Linked DNA regions of Mus musculus: regions 2 and 3 are each linked to region 1. A link is a contact called in public HiChIP or PLAC-seq and promoter capture Hi-C data. All regions are on one chromosome and are shown on one strand. Each heading gives the region's core, a stretch centred on a gene start, on an enhancer-like site or on the middle of the called end of the contact. The rest is flanking DNA. Distances are from core to core; before and after follow the strand shown.

Region 1 (2,764 bases), core at 182-2,681:
GGCATCAGATCTCATTACGGGTGGTTGTGAGCCACCATGTGGTTGCTGGGATTTGAACTTCGGACCTTCGGAAGAGCAGTCGGGTGCTCTTACCCACTGAGCCATCTCACCAGCCCAGTATTTTTATTTTTACTTATGGTGTCATGTAGCCCAGACTGGTCTGGAACTCACTATGCAACCTTGACCATTAATTTCTTGATTCTCTTATTTCCACCTCTACAGTGCTGGTGGGGTTAGAGGTGTGGGTTACCAGGACATGTGTATGCTATAGAAGGGAACCCAGGACAAGGTGCATGCAGGCAAGCCCTCTAACAGTGCACACCTCCAGCCCTAATAAAAAACACTTCTAGAGAATTTTCTCTGTTGTGGATTAATCTACCTAGTCGTCACACAACTTCTTTTGTTGTTGTTGTTGTTGTTGTTTTTGTTTTTGTTTTTTGAGACAGGGTTTCTCTGTGTAGCCCTGGCTGTCCTGGAACTCACTTTGTAGACCAGGCTGGCCTCGAACTCAGAAATCTGCCTGCCTCTATCTCCCAAGTGCTGGGATTAAAGGCATGAGCCACCACCACCCGGCTGTCACCTAACTTCTTGAGGTCTGACAAAACGGAGACCCAAGCACAAGAGAGCAAGGCAGGATGTAATAGGTCAGGGTGACAGCAGGGTTGAGTCATTCGCCTTCCAGCCCTGTAGCAGCGAAACTGATCACCCCTTTTGTCAAGTGGAGAAACCACGGCAAGTTCCTCCCATTGCACCCTGCACTCACCGAGGCGCCGTTGCAAACACGTCGGGGTGCAGCTCCGCCAGGCCGATGCGCTCCTGCTCAAAGCCTCGGAGAGACTCGACCCAGGCTTGCACCGGACGCCGGTGCACTGGGATCCGGAGCTCACACTTGCGCAAAACAGGATCTAGGAGACCTGGCGGGGGGTGACAAATGAGCGGTCAAGGGTCAGGATCAAAGCTCAGTACCTTCTGTGCTATCTCCCCCCACTCTGTGTGTCAAGGTCCCGGTCGTCTCACCAGCGCTATCTCGCGGCTCTGAAATCTCGGCCGGCCGCTCCGCGCCTTCCGCTAGAGAGTGGATGACCTGGAAAATGACAGGCGGGAGTTAGAGGTGCTCTCGGAGGTTCTCAACCTTTGACCTCCGGCCTTGACCTCAGCTCAGTGCCCTACCCGGGAGCCAGAGAGTCGAAGCGAGGCCCGGGAAGCGGCCTGGAACAACCGCAGCATCTCGGAGGACCTCTCGCAGCGCCGAGGTCGCTGCGGTACGGACGCTCGCGGCGGTGGCTGATGACGTCGTATGTGCGCCGGGTACGTCACGAAGGCGATTCCGCCGCCATCAGCGCCAGGTCCCGAAGCCTGAGGCTGTGGATCAGCTCCACTTGACAGCCGGAAGCCCCGACACCGGAGAGCCAGAGCCGGGTGCCGGGAAGCAAACCCCAGAGACGCGGTTCTCTTTTAACCAATGAACCTCAAGTATTGATGGAGGGTCCGCCCATACCTGGGCGGTACCTGGCTAATAAGCGTTTATCTTTTTTATTGAACGTGGATGAGCCTCCTGCTACACTGCGTATTTTGCCTACATTTTTTTCCTGTGTCTTTCTCTCCCTTTACCATTATTGATATGAATTGACTTTTGTCTTTTAGAGTAAGGGTCTCACTCCTGACTCACCCTATGCAGCGCAGGGCGACCTCGAACTCAGAGAGATCCACATGATTCTGATTCCTGAGTACTGAGACTAAAGATGTGTGCTGGGCTGGGCCGTGGTGTTGCATGATTTTAATTCTAGCACTCAGAAGCAACACTGCAATTCGAGGCCAGCCTGGTCTATATAGTACATAGTGACTTCAGAGTGAGACCCTGTCTGGAAATTAAGAAAAAAATTTTAAAGGTGTGTGCCATGTCCATGTCATGTGGCTATTTTTCGCTTTTTCAATATATATGTATTTTAATTTTTTACTTTTAAGAAATATTTTATTTATTTTATACATATAAGTGCTCTGTTTGCATGCCTGAAGAGAGCATCAGATCCCATTATAGGTGGCTATGAGCCACCATGTGGTTGCTGGGAATCGAACTCGGGAAGAGCAGACAGTGCTCTTAACCACAGAGCTATCTCTCCAGCTCCTATTTTAGTTTTCTTAATTTATTTTTGTGTTTGAGTGTGGAAGTAAGAAGACAACTCAAGGGAGTTGCGATTTCCTTTCACTCTGTGGATAGAACTCAGGCCATCCAGTTTGGTGGCAAGCCACCTAACCAGCTGAGCCATCTCAAACGCCATCCTATTCTTTTGTAAACAAGGCTTCTCTGTGTAGCCAAGGATGACCTTGAGTTCAGAGTCTCCCTGTCTGGCTTCCGGAGGTCTGGATTGCTGGTTGTCTGCACCGCTATGCTTACATGACCAGGTGAATCTAATTTTATCTGATCTTCCCTCCCCCTCTCTTTGGTGTGTGAAGGGGTCTGATTTGGCTGGCCTTGAACTCTGTGTAGTCAAGAGTAACCTTGAATTTCTGATTCTTTTTTTTTTTTTTTTTTTTTGAGACAGGGTTTCTCTGTGTAGCCCTGGCTGTCCTGGAACTCACTCTGTAGACCAGGCTGGCTTCGAACTCAGAAATCCGCCTGCCTCTGCCTCCCGAGTGCTGGGATTAAAGGCATGCGCCACCATGCCCGGCTGAATTTCTGATTCTTCTGCCCCCCACCTCAAGAGTCCTGAGATTATATGTATGTGCCACCATGCTGGTTTATTTAGTGCTAAAGATCAAGATG
Region 2 (2,735 bases), core at 19-2,518, 310 kb before region 1:
AAGCTCTTCACACAGGCCCTCTGCTTTAGGACAATTGCCTTGGGAGATCCTCATAGCTGCATCTGGACTCCCGGCCTGTTAAAGGTCAGAGCCCGCACCGATGCCCAAACGGGCTTTGTCGCCCCCTGGCGGCTGCACAGGAAACGTTTCTTCCACAGCGGAGCGTCATGTAGATGGCTAGGCTAAGGTTTAGAGTGGGTTTTTTTCCCCATCACCTTCCGCAAAACGGTATCCCAGCAATGGGGAAGCAGAATGATCTTGAGTTTAAGGGTAGCCTGGGATATTAAAAAAAAAAGAATGAAATTAGAAAACGGAAAACAAAGTCAGACATGTTGGTTCGTGACTAATCACAGAACTTGTAAGGCTGAGGCCAGTCTGGACCACACAATGAGCTCCAGGCCATCCGGGCTATCTCAACCTTTCTTCTAGATTTTTTTTTTTTTTTTTTTTTTTTATGGTTTTTCGAGACAGGGTTTCTCTGTATAGCCCTGGCTGTCCTGGAACTCACTCTGTAGACCAGGCTGGCCTCGAACTCAGAAATTCGCCTGCCTCTGCCTCCCGAGTGCTGGGATTAAAGGCGTGCGCCACCGCCCGGCTTCTTCTAGAATTAATAACACAAAACAAATAAACAACACGAGCGAAGCATGGTGGCGCCTTTAATCCCAGCACTCGAGAGGAAGACGCAGGTGGACTCGAGGCCAGCTATGGCTACACAGAGAACTCTGTTTTGAAAAAAATATATACAACTAGCAGCAACAGCAATACTAATAATAACAACAGAAACAACGAAACAATTAAAATGTTTAGTGTGAGAAGGATTAACACTACTGAACATCTAGTGGTGGGCACCGGGTCACACATAGAAAAAGGGCCAAGTCCTGTTGAAACTGGTATGTGTGGGTGAGAGAACAAGTTACATAGACACACGAACAGGCTGATGCCCTGGTGGGTGGATGGATGCTTGATTGGGTGGATACGTGTATGTATGGGTGGGTTAATGTAGATGTGAATGTGTATACGTATGTGGAAGGGGGTGATGGATGGATGTGTGGGTGGGTGGGTGAGTGGAAGCGGAGCGTGAATGGATACATGGGTAGGCGGATGCGAGGATCGATGGAGAACTTGAGACAGGACAGCAGTCGCGGCTCCTGGACCAGCCTTGGCATTTGCCGCCGACCGTGCCTCTCACCTGGCGGCCTCCCCTTTAAGACGCATTCACCTGGCGGCCTCCCCTTTAAGACGCGCTCACCTGGCGGCTCACCTGGGCGAAGGCGCTTCCGCAGGAAGAAGGAAGCCGCAGCGCTGCCGCCTCTGCAGCTCGCTCTCGCCTCCTAGCTTCACGGACTGCCACCATGTCGGCCTCGGCAGTCTTCATTCTGGACGTCAAGGGCAAGGTGAGGCAGAGGGCGAGGGATCGAGGTACTCCGGGCGAGTCCGCGGGCCTAGGGCTCAGGACCAGGAGCCGGGAACCCGTCCTCTCCAGCCGTCTGTGGCAAGGGGCTTCACCTCTCTTAGAGTCATTTTCCGTGTTTGTAAAATGAGATGCCCACCATCTGAGCGCCCTGAACCAGTGAGCACAGTCCTTCTGCAACCCTGGGGCTCAAAAATGCGCCAAGTGTAACTCTCTGGCTATCCTAGCAAGCTTCTCCAGTGTCGATCAGAGCGGTAGAGATGAAAACAAGAGCCCTGTAATGCAATGACAGCCTGGTCATGTGCCTCAGTGGGCAGCTGGCTGGCCTAGCACACAGACCTAGGTAATGGTCCCAGCGCACTGCATAAGCAGCCATAATTCCAGCACTTGGAAGGTGGAGGCAGAAGGATCAGGAAATCAAGGGAGTTTGAATCGGGCCTGAGCTATGTGTGAGTGACACCCTCACTGTCTCAAAAACAAAACAGGCTCAACAAGCCCAGGCACCGGCTGCCTAAGCCTGGCGACCTGAGTTTAAGTCTCAAACCCAAGTGAAAGGGAATGGAGACCACACACACACAGACACCACACAGACACACACACATACAGACACACACACACACACACACACACACACACACACCAGGCATCAGCATGCTCCCTCACACACTATGCACACAGAAAATAATAGTGCCTGTGAAAAGAAGCTAGCAATAACGACAAGGGGGTCAGGTGTCCTACCATGCACCTGTCATCCTAGCTACTCTGGAAGCCGAGTCAGAGGGATGACCTGAGCTCAGGAGGGCAAGGCCAGCCTGGGCTACAATAGCAAGACAAAACAAAGAAATAGAATAACCTTGAACAAGAACAGCTTAGGAAGGGAGGTTCAGCTCCACTTCTCTGCTTTTTGTGGACATAGTTTAAAACCTCAACTCCTTCAGCCTGGAAAGTGGAGACAAAGACACCTGCCTCAAGGCTGAGAGGTGACAGGCACTGAAACTCCTCAGCAAAGATTCTTCCTCCTCTTCCTCCTCTTCCTCCTCTTCCTCCTCTTCCTCCTCTTCCTCCTCTTCCTCCTCTGTGTGTGTGTGGGCGGGGGGGGGGGGTAGGTGGGGTGGAACCCAAGCTAAGCCAGCACACTGGCACTAAATTACATCTTTTAAATATTTATTTATTTATTTATTTATTTATTATATGTAAGTACACTGTGGCTATCTTCAAACACTCCAGAAGATGGCATCAGATTTCATTACGGATGGTTGTGAGCCACCATGTGGTTGCTGGGATTTGAACTCAGGACCTTTGGAAGAGCAGTCTGCACTCTTAA
Region 3 (2,700 bases), core at 96-2,595, 510 kb after region 1:
AGTTCCTTTCTTTAAAAAAAATTTTTTTTTTTTTTTGCCAGCTGGGCAACATGACCCTGGGTCAGATCTATTTGAAAAGAACAACACTGGTGTACTTAAATAATCTTGGCAATATTTTTGTGTAAATAACCCATCTGACCAAGTGGCTAGACTTGTAGTCTCCTGTCTCTTAAATTGTTCAAAGTCTAATCAGGGGCTGGGACCTAGAGGTTTTAAGGATGAGTGTGTGTAAAATGCCTAACTCTAAGGTATATATAATTACATTTGAGGTCAACTCATATTTGGCCATGTGCTTTAGTAAAGAGCTTTTCCTTGAGCTCTAAGTGTGCAGTAAGAAAGTCTGCCTTTTCACTGAGAAGTCATACTGGCATATTGTTTCTGAAGCAACGCAAGCCCCTGGTTGAGCAAGTTCATGGCAGAGAGGGTAAATGGGTCTCTTGACAAACTGATCTTGCATCCTGTAATAGATCAGGGCCATAAATGCTTTTACTTTCGTCAGAAAGTGATTATAGCTTCATTTCTCTTTGACTCGCATTGACCAACAGATGTCAGCAGAATTCAGCCTAGTAACATTACAGTTTTCAGCCTCTCAACTGTTGCGTGGTTAAACTGGCTCTTCATTCATGTTATTAGGGACCATCAGTAACCAGGAGTGTCGAATCTGAGTGACTGGGCATTTTTCCTGTGACTTGAGATGACAAAAACCCGGATTTGAGCTTACTGTTTGCTTAGGGCATTCAATAGAACCGGGGACTTGGGAAAACAGTTGCTGGGAAAGATGCAGATACGCGGTTAAGACGAGTTCAAGACCCACCCAGTAACTACTTCAGGATTCTCAGTCAGAAACCCAGTTATTTCCATTGGGCTCCTGAGGCTGGTGGAATGGGCTTAGGTAGGGTAAATCTGTTGAAGCACCCTTTATGGTCGCAGCCTACGAAATACAATTTCAACATCTTGAGAGGTCTAGATGATTACGGAAGCGAGACTGCCTTCTGTTTCCTACTGGACTAGGGTGCACTAGAAAGCAAGGGTTCTAAGAATGCAGCGATGGCAGGCAAAAAAATTTCCTGAGCGGACGCTGGGTACCCACAAGAAACCCTGTGGTTAAAGGACTTACTGGTCCTGGCACCACCGTTGCCCGGCTCACAGCCTGGATTCTAATTCTGTCTTGTCCTGGAGACCAGCGTCGGCCTCCAGCTCCCGCGGTGAAGCCCTTACAGCCCCTCCGCCCTGACACTGCGGAGAAACTAGAAATCTGACAGGAATTCAACCGAGGTAGACTCCCGGGCCTGGCTCTGCAGCAGACCGAGCGCGAGCGGAAGTGACGTCATGCCCGCGCCCGTCTCTTCCGGCTCTTATCTGCACTGAAGAGTTGCGGAGTTGCCTGGCATTCGTGAGTTCTGCGGTACAAGGACTACCTGGAGGCGGAGGGGGAGATAGAGAACGAGAGTGCAGAGCTCTGCTCCGCTTGCCACGGCGCCTCCGGGCGCGGCCAAGCCTGAGTCCTCTCTGGCTGTCAGTCGCCAGGCTGGGGAAGTGCCCAGAGGGCGGGCCTGGCGATGGCTGCGGCTACGATGCTGCTCTTCAAAAGCCGCCCAAGCAAATTCTGTGCGAAAGGCTCTTTTATTTTTCTCCTCAGAAATGAAATTTTGCCGGAGTAGTTGGAGTGATCAGCGCCATACACCTTGCGATTTCAGCGCCTCTGGTGAGCACTCAGTGAAAGGTCGCTTTTGGAAAAAGCCGTATTCCCTTTTAAAAAAATATTAGAGACGAATGTCGGGGTGAGAACTTAATTCATATTGTTAGATTGTACTTTATTTAGTGAGTGCGTGTTTTATTTTGACCATTAGTTTCAGATACAGAGACAAATTTCTTAGTTACTTCGAATGTACGTCTTTCTTGAGAGAATATAAACATTGGTAGACCTCCAGCCCATTCATAAAAACCTAGCGGGCAAGCCTTTACTCACGGCACACAGGTGGCAAAAGGATTTCTGTGAGTTCTTGGCTAGTCTGGTGTACAAAATGAGTTCCAGGCCAACCAGTGCTACGTGGTGAAATACTGTATTTATTAAAAAACAAACAAGCAAAAACCTAACAAACAATAATAGTGAGCTTTTTTCCACCTCCAAAGTTCCTAGGCCTGTGTTTGTTTCCTCATCCCTTTATCTCTCTGTGCTAGTGGTCCATTCAGGGCCTTGTGCGTGATACACATACTTTTCTCTTCGTTCTTAGATCTGTTCATCACTAAACTGCTTGGAGCTCACAGAAGAAATGTGGAAAGCTAGATTATTAAAAATCATAGAATTAACTATTAAGAAGATTGATAAATTAGTGTTCTCTCCCCAACAATCCCCCCCCCCCCATTTCTCTTTTTAAAAAAAACTTAGACGTACTAGCATATTTGATGGTCCAGTATCTGTTATGCTGCAGTCACCTCTTGCAGCAGTCCGTGTCTACTCTTTCCCCAGCAAGATATATTGTATGGTGACTTGTTTGCTAAGATGTAAACTGAAAATAAAGGGCAACATGGTAGCACATAGCAGTGATCTCAGGAGTTGGAGCAATAGGAACATGATTTCTTTTCTTTTCTTTCTTTCTTTTTTTAGATTTATTTATTTTATATATGTGACCACACTGTCACTGTCTTCAGACACACCAGAAGAGGGCATCAGATCTCATTGTAGATGGTTGTGAGCCA

The links. Promoter capture Hi-C pulls out the DNA fragments that hold promoters and counts their contacts. HiChIP or PLAC-seq counts read pairs in DNA pulled down with a chosen protein or histone mark.
Region 2: a contact with region 1 is called in an H3K27ac HiChIP or PLAC-seq map of microglia, with 4 times the contacts expected there. The contact joins the promoter of Ap1m2 here to the promoter of Mrpl4 in region 1. A contact is called at or near these places in 3 of 115 datasets of contacts at active chromatin or transcription factors (the SCID.adh cell line, embryonic stem cells and microglia) and 2 of 9 other capture datasets (adipose tissue and pancreatic islet).
Region 3: a contact with region 1 is called in a promoter capture Hi-C map of erythroid cells, with 6 times the contacts expected there. The contact joins the promoter of Zfp426 here to the promoter of Mrpl4 in region 1. A contact is called at or near these places in 1 of 39 promoter capture datasets (erythroid cells) and 1 of 115 datasets of contacts at active chromatin or transcription factors (microglia).

The regions. Positions count from the first base shown.
Region 1 is chr9:21,001,404-21,004,167 of GRCm38.p6, reverse strand. It overlaps Mrpl4 (mitochondrial ribosomal protein L4), which reads right to left and starts at 1,431. Exons shown (of 9, transcript NM_023167.2): 1 at 1,171-1,431; 2 at 1,018-1,084; 3 at 764-914. The coding sequence starts at 1,227.
Region 2 is chr9:21,310,866-21,313,600 of GRCm38.p6, reverse strand. It overlaps Ap1m2 (adaptor protein complex AP-1, mu 2 subunit), which reads left to right and starts at 1,268. Exons shown (of 11, transcript NM_009678.2): 1 at 1,268-1,394. The coding sequence starts at 1,353.
Region 3 is chr9:20,491,391-20,494,090 of GRCm38.p6, reverse strand. It overlaps Zfp426 (zinc finger protein 426), which reads left to right and starts at 1,345. Exons shown (of 9, transcript NM_001110309.1): 1 at 1,345-1,393; 2 at 1,640-1,705.